Regions from separate parts of the Sus scrofa genome. Here region 1 is linked to region 2. The links are chromatin contacts, called in public Hi-C maps. All regions are on one chromosome and are shown on one strand. The core of a region is the stretch at or near the end of the contact, and the rest is flanking DNA. Distances in the headings are between cores, read along the strand shown. Region 1 overlaps UBE2G1 (ubiquitin-conjugating enzyme E2 G1). Region 2 overlaps ANKFY1 (rabankyrin-5).

The links. A called contact is a pair of places that touch in the nucleus more often than the background predicts.
Region 1: a Hi-C map of skeletal muscle shows a contact between it and region 2, with 5 times the contacts expected there. The contact joins two enhancer-like sites. A contact is called at or near these places in 4 of 47 Hi-C or Micro-C datasets (embryonic fibroblasts, psoas muscle and skeletal muscle) and 2 of 2 datasets of contacts at active chromatin or transcription factors (alveolar macrophages and skeletal muscle).

What each region holds. Positions count from the first base shown.
Region 1 is chr12:50,320,219-50,326,451 of Sscrofa11.1, forward strand. All of the region lies in intron 1 of UBE2G1 (ubiquitin-conjugating enzyme E2 G1), which reads right to left. Among named protein-coding and RNA genes, the nearest start is that of UBE2G1, 45 kb to the right of the region's middle. Within about 2 kb of position 4,508, at least 2 of the 83 cell types and tissues checked have an H3K27ac peak or open chromatin away from gene starts, as enhancers often do. A contact at or near this core is called in skeletal muscle, where this site is marked.
Region 2 is chr12:50,219,613-50,226,066 of Sscrofa11.1, forward strand. All of the region lies in intron 3 of ANKFY1 (rabankyrin-5), which reads right to left. Among named protein-coding and RNA genes, the nearest start is that of ANKFY1, 29 kb to the right of the region's middle. Within about 2 kb of position 1,534, at least 15 of the 83 cell types and tissues checked have an H3K27ac peak or open chromatin away from gene starts, as enhancers often do. A contact at or near this core is called in skeletal muscle, where this site is marked.

The DNA.
Region 1 (6,233 bases), core at 3,258-5,757, 100 kb after region 2:
GGGAGCGGCCCAAGAAATAGCAACAACAACAACAAAAGACAAAAAAAAAAAAATAAAACAGCACTAAGTCCTTCATTTACTGAAGGCAGAGCCAAAATTATCCTCAATAATAAAGCAAGTTAATATGAGGAATAAATAGTGTAACCAGAAAAACAATAGAGTTGCTAGTTATTGCTATTAACAGTGAACAGACAGTACAGCAGTTTGCACTTCAAAGAATCTCTAACCAAACAGAGTATCTTTTTTTTTTTTTGGTCTTTTGTCCTTTTAGGGCCACACCCTGGGCATATGGAGGGGGTCAAATCAGAGCTGTAGCTGCTGGCCTACACCACAGCCACAGCAACGCCAGATCCGAGCTGCATCTGCAACATACACACACTCACGGCAACGCCGGATCCCTAACCCACTGAGTGAGGCCAGGGATTGAACCTGCAACCTCATGGTTCCTAGTCAGATTCGTTAACCACTGAGCCACAACAGGAACTCCTCTCTCTTTCTTTTTAAAGTCAAGAACTACTCTGCTTGGAGTTCCTGTCATGGCGCAGCCGATACGAATCCAACTAGGAAAAATGAGGTTGTGGTTTCAATCCCTGGCTTCACTCAGTGGGTTAGGGATCTGGTGTTGACATGAGCTGTGGTGTAGGTCGCAGACGTGGCTTGGATCCCATGTTGCTGTGGCTGTGGTGTGGGCCGGCGGCTACAGCTCCGATTAGACCCCTAGCATGGGAACCTCCATATGCCGCAGAAGAAGCAGCCCAAGAAAATGGCAAAAAGACAAAAAAAAAAAAAAAGACAGACATGTGATATCTTTTATATATGGAATCTAAAATACAACACAAATCAACGTATCTACAAAACAGAAACAGATTCAAAGATATAGAGAACAGACTTGCAGTTGCCAAGAGGGAGGGTGGGGACAGAAGAACTGGGAGTTTGGGCCTAACAAATGCAGATATATATACAGATGTTGGATAAACAACAAGGTTCTACTGTTTAACACAGGGAGCTATATTCAATATCCTGTAATTAAACTATAATGGAAAAAGGACACGAAAATATATAAAACTGACTTTGCTGTACAGCAGAAATTAACACAACATTGTAAATCAACTATACTTCAATAATTTTTTTTTTAAATAGTATGGGAGTTCCCACTGGGGCTCAGTGGGTTAAGAACCCAATTAGTATCCATAATAATCCAAGTTCAATCCCTGGTCTCACTCAGTGGGTTAAAGGATTCCACGTTGCTGCAAGCTGCGGTATAGGTCGAAAACATGGCTTGGATCTGGTGTGGCTACGGCTATGGCTATGGCTATGGCTGGCAGCTGCAGCTCGGATTTGACCTCCCTAGCCCAACAACTTCCATGTGCCAAAGATGCGGCCGTAAAAAGGAAAAAAAAATAGTGTGATAAAAGGTTTTCTATATAGCTTGCCCTAGTACTAAAGCGAATGTCAAAAGGAATGAATCTCAGAAGTTATTTTAATCCTACTTTTAAAAAAAAAATCCTTAGCCCAACCATGAAACACACAAAAAATGAGGCAGGGTTTAAGTTTCATAGATAATTCAAATTATAAATAGCATTACCAAAAAGTTCTCCTGGTCTTAGCCGAAAAGACAGCTCAAGAAAAAATTTAACCAATTGAGAAAACTCATTTGCTTCACATATAAAAACTGAATTTTATGTAATTCATGTAAGACCAAAGCATCAGCATATTATGTCTCCCTTTTTGGGGGGCTGCGCCTACAACATGCAGATGTCCCCAGGCCTGGGATCAAACCTGTACCACAGCAGCAACCTAACCCACAGCAGTGACAATGCTGGATCGTTAACCACTAGGCCACCAGGGAATTCCCATCTCTTTTTTTAAAACTCGCCAAAATCTTCAGCAAAGTAGTAAAATAGTAAAATGATCTATCATGTACCCATGTCCCAGGTTCAATTATTATCACAGGGACCATGTTGTTTATCTGTATCCCCAACCATTCTCCCTCAATCTGGATTTTATTTTATTTTATTTTTTTTTTTTTGTCTTTTGTCTTTTTTGTTGTTGTTTTGTTGTTGTTTGTTGCTATTTCTTGGGCCGCTCCCGCGGCATATGGAAGTTCCCAGGCTAGGGGTTGAATCGGAGCTGTAGCCACCGGCCTACACCAGAGGCACAGCAACGCGGGATCCGAGCCGCGTCTGCAACCTACACCACAGCTCACGGCAACGCCGGATCGTGAACCCACTGAGCAAGGGCAGGGACTGAACCCGCAACCTCATGGTTCCTAGTCGGATTCGTTAACCACTGCGCCACGACGGGAACTCCCCAATCTGGATTTTAAATTTCAGATGTCATACTTCTGTCTGTCAATATTTTAGTATGAATTCTAAAACGTAATAGCAATATTATCATCACAACCTAAAAAAGATGAACAATTTGTTAGTATCACATATCCAGAGCTCAAATTTTCACTTTTTCTCCATAAAGACTACATTTACAGTTAGTTGGTTAGAATCAAGACTCATCCAAACAAGATGCTCACATTGTATTTTGTTAATATGTCTCTTCTAAAGGTTTCCTGATTGGCCTTTTCTTGTCACATATTTGTCAAAAACGACACTTGTTCTATGGACTCTCCCTCCAGATTTTACCGATTATATCCTCCTCTGGAGTCTTTGAACATTTTCCTGGCACCCTGTATTTCCTATAAACTGGTAGATCAAGGGGCTTGATCAGATTCAGATGTGAATTTTTTGTGTGTCTTTTTTTCTTTTCTTTCTTTCTTTTTTTTTTTTTTTTTAAGGGACACACCCACGTTATATGGAGATTCCCAGGCTAGGGGTGGAATCAAAGCTGTAGCCACTGGCCTATACCTGAGCCACAGAAATGTGAGATCTGAGCTGCATCTGCGACCTACACCACAGCTCACAGCAATGCCAGATACTTAACCAACTGAGCAAGACCAGGGATAAAACCCATGTCCTCAGGGATACAAGTCAGGTTCACTAACCGCTGAGCCACAACTGGAACTCCTGAATTTTTCTTTTTTAATGGACACACCACAGCATATGGAAGTTCTCCGGCCAGGGACTGAAACTGAACCACAGCTTCAGCAACACCAGAGCCTTTAACCCACTGCGCCATGCTGGGGATTGAACCTGTGGCCTGTGCGGTGACTGGAGCCAATGCAGTTGGGATTCTTAACCCACTGTGCCACAGCGGGAACTCTCTCAGATGTGAATTTTGTACAAGAATATTTCACAAGTGGTGTCAACACTGCATCACATCACGGGGTACACACATCTAGTTTGTCCCTATTTTTATGATGTGGGTTCAGGTGCTGCCAGTCTTCCATGTTCAGAAGTTGTTAATTATCACTGCCCCAGATCTATTTAATTAAAGGTTGATATTCTAATTCTTTTTTTTTTAGGGCCACACCAGAGGCATATGGAGGTCCACAGGCTAGGAGTCTAATTGGAGCTGAAGCTGCCACCTACATCACAGTGACAGCAACTCGGGATCCAAGCCACTCCTGCAACCTACACTGAAGCGCGTGACAACACCAGATCCCTAACCCACTGAGCAAGGCCAGGAATCAAACCCTCGTTCTCATGGATACTAGTCGGGTTCATTACCTCTGAGCCAAAATGGTTAAATCCCCCAAACAGATTCTAAGGCCTTCACTTTCATTTTATAATAAAAATTAAGATAAAATTTGATTTGCAAGACTTTTTTCAAATTCAATAGTCCTGGCTTAGTTTAAAAATTAAGCATAAAGACAAAAAATAAAAAATAAAAAAAATTAAAATTAAGCATAAAGTAAAGCCTCAACAAAATAAAAATTACTTCTAGCAATTATCAAGCAGAAAACCAGCCACTGAATTTATTATTGAATTATCTTTAGTCACAGTACCAAAAGACATTTGGTACAGCATTGCTTTTACTGGGAAAACCTCAATAAATGTTTACTAAGACTTGTTTACTCTTCTAATAGTCACCTATTACACAATTCTCATCTTACAAGAGAGGATCACTTGTTGATCTTCAGAGCATGAAATCAGAGATAGCTTCAGTATGTAGATCCACAAGTAAAAATAGAACATATTCCAGAGACTCAAATTGAGAAGGAGGGGGAGAAAAGAACAAGCCTTATTTAAGTAAACAACCTGGGTTCTATTCAAAAATCATAAAATAGGCATTTCCCATAATTTAAATAAGAAGTGTTGAATAATTAAAGACTGCACTTTTCAAACTAGTTTCACATTACCAACAGGATGCTAATATCTGCTATTGATATTTCAACAATACAGTATTCAGAACTGCCATACAACTCATAACTTACTCTCTTAATAAAAATGACTATGCTTAAGTTCCCATTGTGGCTCAGCGGTAATGAACCCAACTAGGATCCATGAGGACAGGGTCCAATCCCTGGCCTCAATCAGTGGGTTATGGATCCAATGTTGCCGTGAGCTGTGGTGTAGGCAGCAGAAGTGGCTTGGATCGCAATTGCTGAGGCTATGGCGTTAAGCCAGCAGCTGTAGCTCCGATTCAACCCTTAGCCTGGAAATTTCCATATGCCATGGATGCAGGTCTAAAAAGCAAAAAGACTATCCTTAAGATACAAATTCATTTACTGCTTTAATGTGAAGGCCAATTTTAATTCTTAGGTACATTTTCTACCTACTGAAAGAAGTCTTTACATGTAGATCTTTCTTCTTACTAATCCAATAAAAGTTGTATCCAGACTAAACTGAAATAATCCTAGCCAATGAATGCGGTTTTTACAGTCCTCCAAAGCAGGTAAGATACTGCAGTCTCACTTATACAACTTAAGACTTTTTGTACATAGGACTCTAAAAAGGAGGAACATGGGGGAAAAAATGTAATTGTAATGTATACATGTAAGGATAACCTGACCCCCTTGCTGTACAGTGGGAAAATTAAAAAAAAATTATTAAAAAAAAAAAAAGGAGGAACAAAGAAAAAGATGTTTAAGGAAAAGATACTAAAGAGGAAGCAATACAACTGTAGAATTTTTTTTTAAAAGAATGCTTAGCTCTTCTAATATAATCTTCCAGCAATTTCCTAACATCCTTTTTAGAGATTTAAATTTAGCTACTTGAACAATGCCATCCATTCAATGTTTATTTACTGAATGTCTATAATATGTCACATAAATATTGTTATGTGCTAGTAATAAAATTCCTGTTTGTCTTGTCTTTTGTCTTTTTAGGGTCGCACCTGCATTATATGGAGGTTCCCAGGCTAGGGGTCGAATCGGAGCTACAGCTGCTGGCCTATGCCACAGCCACAGCAACGTAGGAGCCGAGCCATGTCTGCGACCTACACCATAGCTCATGGCAATGCCAGATCCTTAACCCACTGAGCGAGGCCAGGGATCAAACCCCCAACCTCATGGTTCCTAGTCAGATTCTTTTCCGCTGCGCCACGACAGGAACTCCAAAATGTTCTGGTTATTAATGCTGCTGTCAAATACTTCAGGTTCTCCCCCACTGCAGTCACACAATTAACACTGCATTTCTTTGCCCCATTGTGGTTGAGAGGTACCATGCCTAGACTTGATCAATGACTTGTAAGTGAAGTGCCTCCATTCACGTCTGGCCAGAGTTTAACTTCACTGTTAAACAAAACCTCCAGAAAAACACTGCCTCTCTCTGGCAATGTTTGAGATGGTGGCTGCACTATTAACTGAGTAACTTCAGCGAGCAGAGACCGCTGCCAACCTGAGTTCCTGGGAATAAAACTTTGTGTTTGAAGCCACTGACATTTTAGGGTTGTAGGGGGTTTTTTGTTTGTTTGGGGGGGTTTTCTTGCTTTTTAGAGCTGTACCCGCAGAATATGGAGGTTCCCAGGCGAGGGGTCGAATTGGAGCTATATAGCTACCAGCCTATCCACGCAGGATCCAAGCTGTGTCTGCAACCTACACCACAGCTCACGGCAACGCCGGATCCGCGACCCACTGAGTGAGGCCAGGGATCGAACCCACAACCGCACCACGATGGGAACTCCCTAGGGTTGTGTTTTTTTAATCACAGCATAACCTAGTCTATTCTGACGAAACAAAAAGTGATTGATATAGGTCTTTTTCTCACAAGCTACCTATTACTAGGCAAGGTCTCCCAGACTTCACACAAGCAAAGTTCTTTTTTTTTTTTAAGACAAATACAGTTATCCATTATTTTAGCAATTGTTCTGCCCAATTATGGAAAACTGTCCAAATACTG
Region 2 (6,454 bases), core at 284-2,783:
ACAGCCTTGTGGTTAATGACATGGATTCTGCAGCTCAAATAACTGGGGTCAAACCCCAGCTTGGACCATTACTATTGTGTGACCTTGAGGGAGTTATTTAATATTGCTTCACAATTTCCTCATCTATAAGAGTATTATTCTAAAAGCATTAAAGATAATACTCCTCAAAGTATTATTGTAAAGATATATGCATTAATACCTGCTGCACCAAATAGTAATTGCTATATAAAAATTTGCTATGATTATTTTTTTTCCTTTTTCTTTGTTTTTTCTAGGGCTGCACCCACGACATACTGAAGTTTCCAGGCTAAGGGCTGAACTGGAGCTGCAGCTGCCAGCCTACACCACAACTCACAGCAATGCCAGATCCTTAACCCACTTAGCAAGGGCAGGGATGAAACCCACAACCTCATGGATACTAGTCAGGTTCCTTACCACTGAGCCACAATGAGAATTCCTACGATTATTATTAAGGCAGACTATTTTATTTTTTATTTTTATTTTTAGTTTGTTTTTTTGCCTTTTCTAGGGCTGTTCCCTCGGCATATGGAGGTTCCCAGGCTAGGGGTCAAATTGGAGCTACAGCTGCCAGCCTACACCACAGCCACAGCAACACCAGATCCAAGCCACATCTGCGACCTACACCACAGCTCACAGCAATACTGGATCCTTAACCCACTGAGCAAGGGCAGAGACCGAACCCGCAACCTAATGGTTCCTAGTCGGATTCGGTAACCACTGAGCCACGATGGGAACTCCAAGGCAGACTATTTTAACCAACACACAGACAATTCAAGAATAACCAAAGATTAGAGAAAAACACAAAAGTCATGTTAGGATCGAGTAAGGAGACATGACCACAGATAAAATAGATTCCGTGAAGCTCTAAGAGAATCTCTGGGAGAGGGTCTCAGCTGTTAGCAAGAGGCCGCAAAGGCTGTTTGAGAGTCCTCATGACACAGCAGCCAACTTCTTCCAAAGCGAGCAATCCGAAACACAGCCAGGAAGAAGGCACACGCCTAAGAAAGAACCTCTCTGAAGTATCACTTCTACCACCAGCTCAGTCCGCCTACACTCCAGAGAAGAATTCCCCACCTTTTGAAGGGAAGAATAGCAAATAATTTAGGGACACATTTAAAACTACCAAGGATATCATCAAAATACTGAAAATGAACAATCTTGAGCTAGTAGTTCCCATGGTATCCAACAGATATCGCCTTGTTTCTCTTGAAAATGTAAAACATCACTGGCCTTGAGGGTTTGCGGTAGCACCTTAGGGTGCCTGAGCCCGCAGTCTGAGCACCTGCCCCTTCAACTGCACAGTGCCACCTCCCAGGTCTGTGCGTTCATGAGCAGTTTCCCCACCTGGACGGCAAAGAGCAAAGCAGGATGCTGCCCGTTCCTCGGAACGGCTCGACAGGACCCAGAACACATTCCAGGAAAGCTGAATGACTCACCATAAACTCTTATGCCAGAGAACCATAAGACCTTTGCTGGAGAAAGCATGCAAGAAACTCTAGCTTCAAAACAGCCTTCTACCGCCCTGGAACCTCGCACAGGGTCAGCTGCTAGGCTCAAGTGCTACAGAGGCTATAAACCAATCACTGAGCCTGAAGCAAACTGCTTTACTTCACTGAGACTGAAATATCTGCTTTCCTCCAAAGCTCATGATTTGTTATACTGTGTTGAGCTAACGGTTACAGTCTTCTCTTCCCGAGTGAACAGTCAGCATCTTTATAAACATATCTTTATATGTAAAATAATCAATAAAAAGCAAATTTATATTTTTCCCCCTCTCTTTGGTCTTTTTTTAGGGCCACACCCACAGTCCAATTGGAGCTGTAGCTGCCAGCCTACGCCAGAGTCACAGCAACACGGGATCCGAGCCCTGTCTGCGACCTACACCACAGCTCATGGCAACACCGGATCCTTAACCCACTGAGCAAGGCCCGGGATCGACCTGTGTACTCATGGATGCTAGTCAGATTCATTTCCACCAAGTCACAACAGGAACTCCAAATTTATATCTTTTTATCTTTCTTGAAACAATTTAAGATTTACAGAGCAGGTGCAGACAAGAGTTCCCATACATCCTTTACCCACCTTCCCCTAATATTAGCACAATCATAGTACGATTATTAAAACCAGGTGATTAGGAGCTCCATTGTGGCTCACTTAATCTGTGGAATGTTCCTCAATTTGGGTTAGACTGATGCTTTCTTATAATTAGACTAAGGTTATGCATTTACGGCAAGAATCCTAGAGAAGTGACTGTGTTTTTGTCATTGCATCAGGCACAAAACATTTTTTTTTTTTAATAGGGCTGCACCTGTAGCATACTACCCCTAGTTAGGTTCCCAAACTAGGGGTAGAATCGGAGCTGCAGCTGCTGGCCTATGCCACAGCCACAGCAACACCAGATCCTTAACCCAGGGAGCAGGGCCAGGGATGGAACCCAAGTCCTCATAGATACCAGCTGGGTTTCGTTACCACTGAGCCACAACAGGAACTCCAAAACATTTTACCTTTTTGAACAAGGTATGATTTAAGAAAATTTCCATGTTCAAATACACTTTAAACACTTGCTATATAATACCATCACTGACGTGCTAAAATTCTCATAATTAACAGAATTAAAGATTTGCTTGTTTTGAATTTTAAGCAATGTCAATTACACAAGATCTTCAAAAGAAAGTGTGAAGCTTAGGCTGTCAATCTCTCCTAGGAATTTAGTTTTGTTCACTACTATCCCCCTAGTACCTGAAAAGTGTCTGGCACTCAGCATCTGTGATACTAATGGAGTAATTCTGAAGAAACAAAACACCAAATAAATTCACAAAATGGCTTTATCCCCAAGCCCATTAGTGTGGAAAAGGTTCAACCACTTAAAACATAGCTTTTTACACATGCTATTTATACACTTGTTTACAAGCACCTATTTCTATTCTCCCTCAACGCCTGGCCGGCCACGAGCGGTAGTGTTTCCAGCTATCGCATAACATGCAGGCTCCGGAGGCAGTTTCAGCTGCTGCAACCCCAGATTTAGGGCAATCGCACCCATGCCCACACAGGCTGGGCAGCAGGACTACTGGACAAAGCACACAAACATGAAGAAGTCCCCAGAGGCCACCACCTTGGTGGAACCCTCTCCCATGACACCCTCCAAAGATAAACTTCATAAAGCAAAGCACAGATGCCATAGGCTCTACCACAGCTACTCCAGTAGGTGCCTGATCTACCAAAGCCACAAAAAACGCTGGCTCTGCAGTGCTCGCTCCTAAAAGCAAACCTCACTGCAGGATCAAACCGAGTTGATCACTGACAACAGTAGGGCATCCAGGGACATTTAAAGGCATTAACATGATACCTTCCTAAACTCTAGAAAAATCTGATTTCCAGTGACACAATATTATGGGTCAGATGGTTACTTGTTAAAGCAACTCTTAAATGTTGTGATGTAATTAAAAAAAAAAAAAAAAGGAAAAGCAAGGTTTTCAGTTCAATGTTTAAATTTAGCTTTTTATATACTGATGCAATTTTCTGTGTTCTCATGTAATTTTGTTTGTTCTGGGGAGCAGTCATATTTCATTTTTCCCCACTTTTACTCAATTTGGTTACATTCAGTATTTCGCAGTTACACATAAACCATGATAAACATCTATGCTGTCTGAATCACCTAGAAGTCAGATGATGAGGTTAAAAAAAAAAAAAAGACAATTTTATAGCTCAGCTGCCTAGCAGTTTTCTAAAACCATCATACCCATTATCACGTGACTGGCAGTGTTCAAGAGTGCAACCTTCACAAGCCTCACGACTACTGGGATCATCAAATTTTTGGTATTTTAGGTATCAAGAGATGGCAACTTATCCTAAATTTTTTTTTTTTTTTTTTTATGTCTTTTTGCTATTTCTTGGGCCGCCCCTGCGGCATATGGAGGTTCCCAGGCTAGGGGTCGAATCGGAGCTGTAGCCACCAGCCTACGCCAGAGCCACAGCAACGCGGGATCCGAGCCGCGTCTGCAACCTACACCACAGCTCACGGCAACGCCGGATCATTAACCCACTGAGCAAGGGCAGGGACCAAACCCGCAACCTCATGGTTCCTAGTCGGATTCGTTAACCACTGCGCCACGACGGGAACTCCTAAATTTTTTTTCTAACAAAGTTGAATTTTCAGCATTTTATTATCTATACTAGTCTTTGAAAACTATCTGTTCATGTAATTCTATCAAGTATTCTGTGAAAAACATCTCATGATCTAAAGGGTTTTTTGCTATCCACAGCTCTGTTACATGGGGTCAAAGATAATATGGCTTCCAAAGATTATTTATTTATTTATTTATTTTTGCTTTTTAGGGCTGTACCTGTAGCATATGGAGGTTCCCAGGCTAGGGGTCAAATCAGAGCTACAGCTGCCGGCCTACACCATAGTCACAGCCACGCCAGATCTGCACCGCATCTTCGACTTACCCCACAGCTCACAGCAATGGCGGATCCTTAACCCACTGATCGAGGCCAGGGATCAAACTTGCATCCTCCTGGATACTAGTCAGATTAATTTCCATTGTGCCACAACAGGAACTCCAAAAGGCTATATTGCAATTTTTTAATTTTTTTTTTTTTTTTTTGGTCTTTCAGGGCCACACCCATGGCATATGGAGGTTCCCAGGCTCAGGGTCCAATTGGAGCTGTAGCCATCAGCCTGCACCACAGCCACAGCAACTCAGAATCTGAGCTGTGTCTGCGACCTACGCCACAGCAACTCAGAATCTGAGCTGTGTCTGCGACCCCCACGCCACAGCAACTCAGAATCTGAGCTGTGTCTTCGACCCACGCCACAGCTTGCAGAAACACCGGATCCTTAACCTACTGAGCAAGGCCAGGGATCCAACTCTCATTCTCATGGATACTAGTCAGGGTTCGCTCACTGCTGAGCCATGATGGGAACGCCCAAAAGTTCTATTTTTAAAAAAGAAAAACTCTGTTCAGAGATTTCAATCATGGAGACTGGTGCCCTTCCAATAAAAGCTGTTACCCAAGTAGAGGTTTTAGTTCAGGGACGGATGCAGACACACATGTACAGACATGTATGTATGTTGTGTGTTTCCAACTATGAATTACGCCCCTCGGGTTAAACTTAGAAATGAACATAGTGAGACAGAGTTCACTCACAGTGGGAAAGCAGCAGACATCTACTCCCCCATGTCCTTGAGATAAATGCCTACTGAACCTGTGCAACACTGCCCAGGTGTTAGCCACCTCTGCCATCTTCCTCCCCAGCCCAAGTTAATCGCTTCTGTACCTCAGACATACAGCAATTACACTACTGAGTATACAGCCCTGGCCTGAAATGATTTATTAACCCCTTTCCTCCAACAGAGTATGAACTGTATATGGCAAGGAGAGTGTTACAACCCTCTCAGGGTTCCTAGCACTGCCCGTGGAAAACAGCACCTTCTGAATTGGCAAACTTTTTTTTTTTTTTTTGGCCACACGCATGGCATGAGGAAGTTTCCAGGCCAGCGATCAAACCTGTGCCACAGCAGTGATAACGCCAGATCCTTTAACTGCTAGGCCACCAGAGAATTCCCGAACTGGCAAACCTTTTGAACAAAGACATAATTCAGCAGACTTTGCACACAGCCAATCACTTCTACAAGTAAATCTATCTTAATGCCTGGGTACGCTCCTTATGTGGTAATCTCTCGACTATTAATTGCAAAATTAAATTGGAAATTTGCTCTTTTTATTTCTTTTAGCAGCAGTTAGGCAAGAACTAAAAAAAACACGATTTTGAAATCAACTTCTGAAAGATGTTTTTAAGTCTCCTTAATCACCATATTAACCCAAATTCTATACAACATATTGTGGCATAAAACAAATAACATTAAATAGCTCAATGTGCTATTCATTTTCCTTTTTTTTTTTTCAGTGCACCTATTCAAATTCTGAAGACTGATGGTCATTCTTAGATGTTGAAGAAAGAATATACTAAACCAGCTTTAATGGAAAAAATAAAAATCACTATAAAAAAAAGAAAGAGGAAAGAATATTCTTATTTTTGGAGCAACTGTTACTTCTGAATTCAGTTCTTACAGATCAGGAAAATTACTTTGGCAGTAATGATTAAATTTTAAGCAACTAAACAGCAGCAGGATTTTTTCCTTGGAGTGGAAGAAAAATTTCTTTGTCTACACATGCTCCCATATTTATAGCATACTATTATACATGATAAGAGTTTCTGAACAGATAGTCTTATTTTATAAATTATAACAATACTGTAGACCCTCAAATATTTATGATCTGTCAGCCAGATATTAAACAGAAGTATCCACAAAGTACCATCTACTGAGTCACTAATAATTTAACTAGTTTATGACTGCCATCAATTGATACAAAAAGTATTCTACTTTCATTAAACCACAAACACTTCAAGATGTCAAACCATAACCTC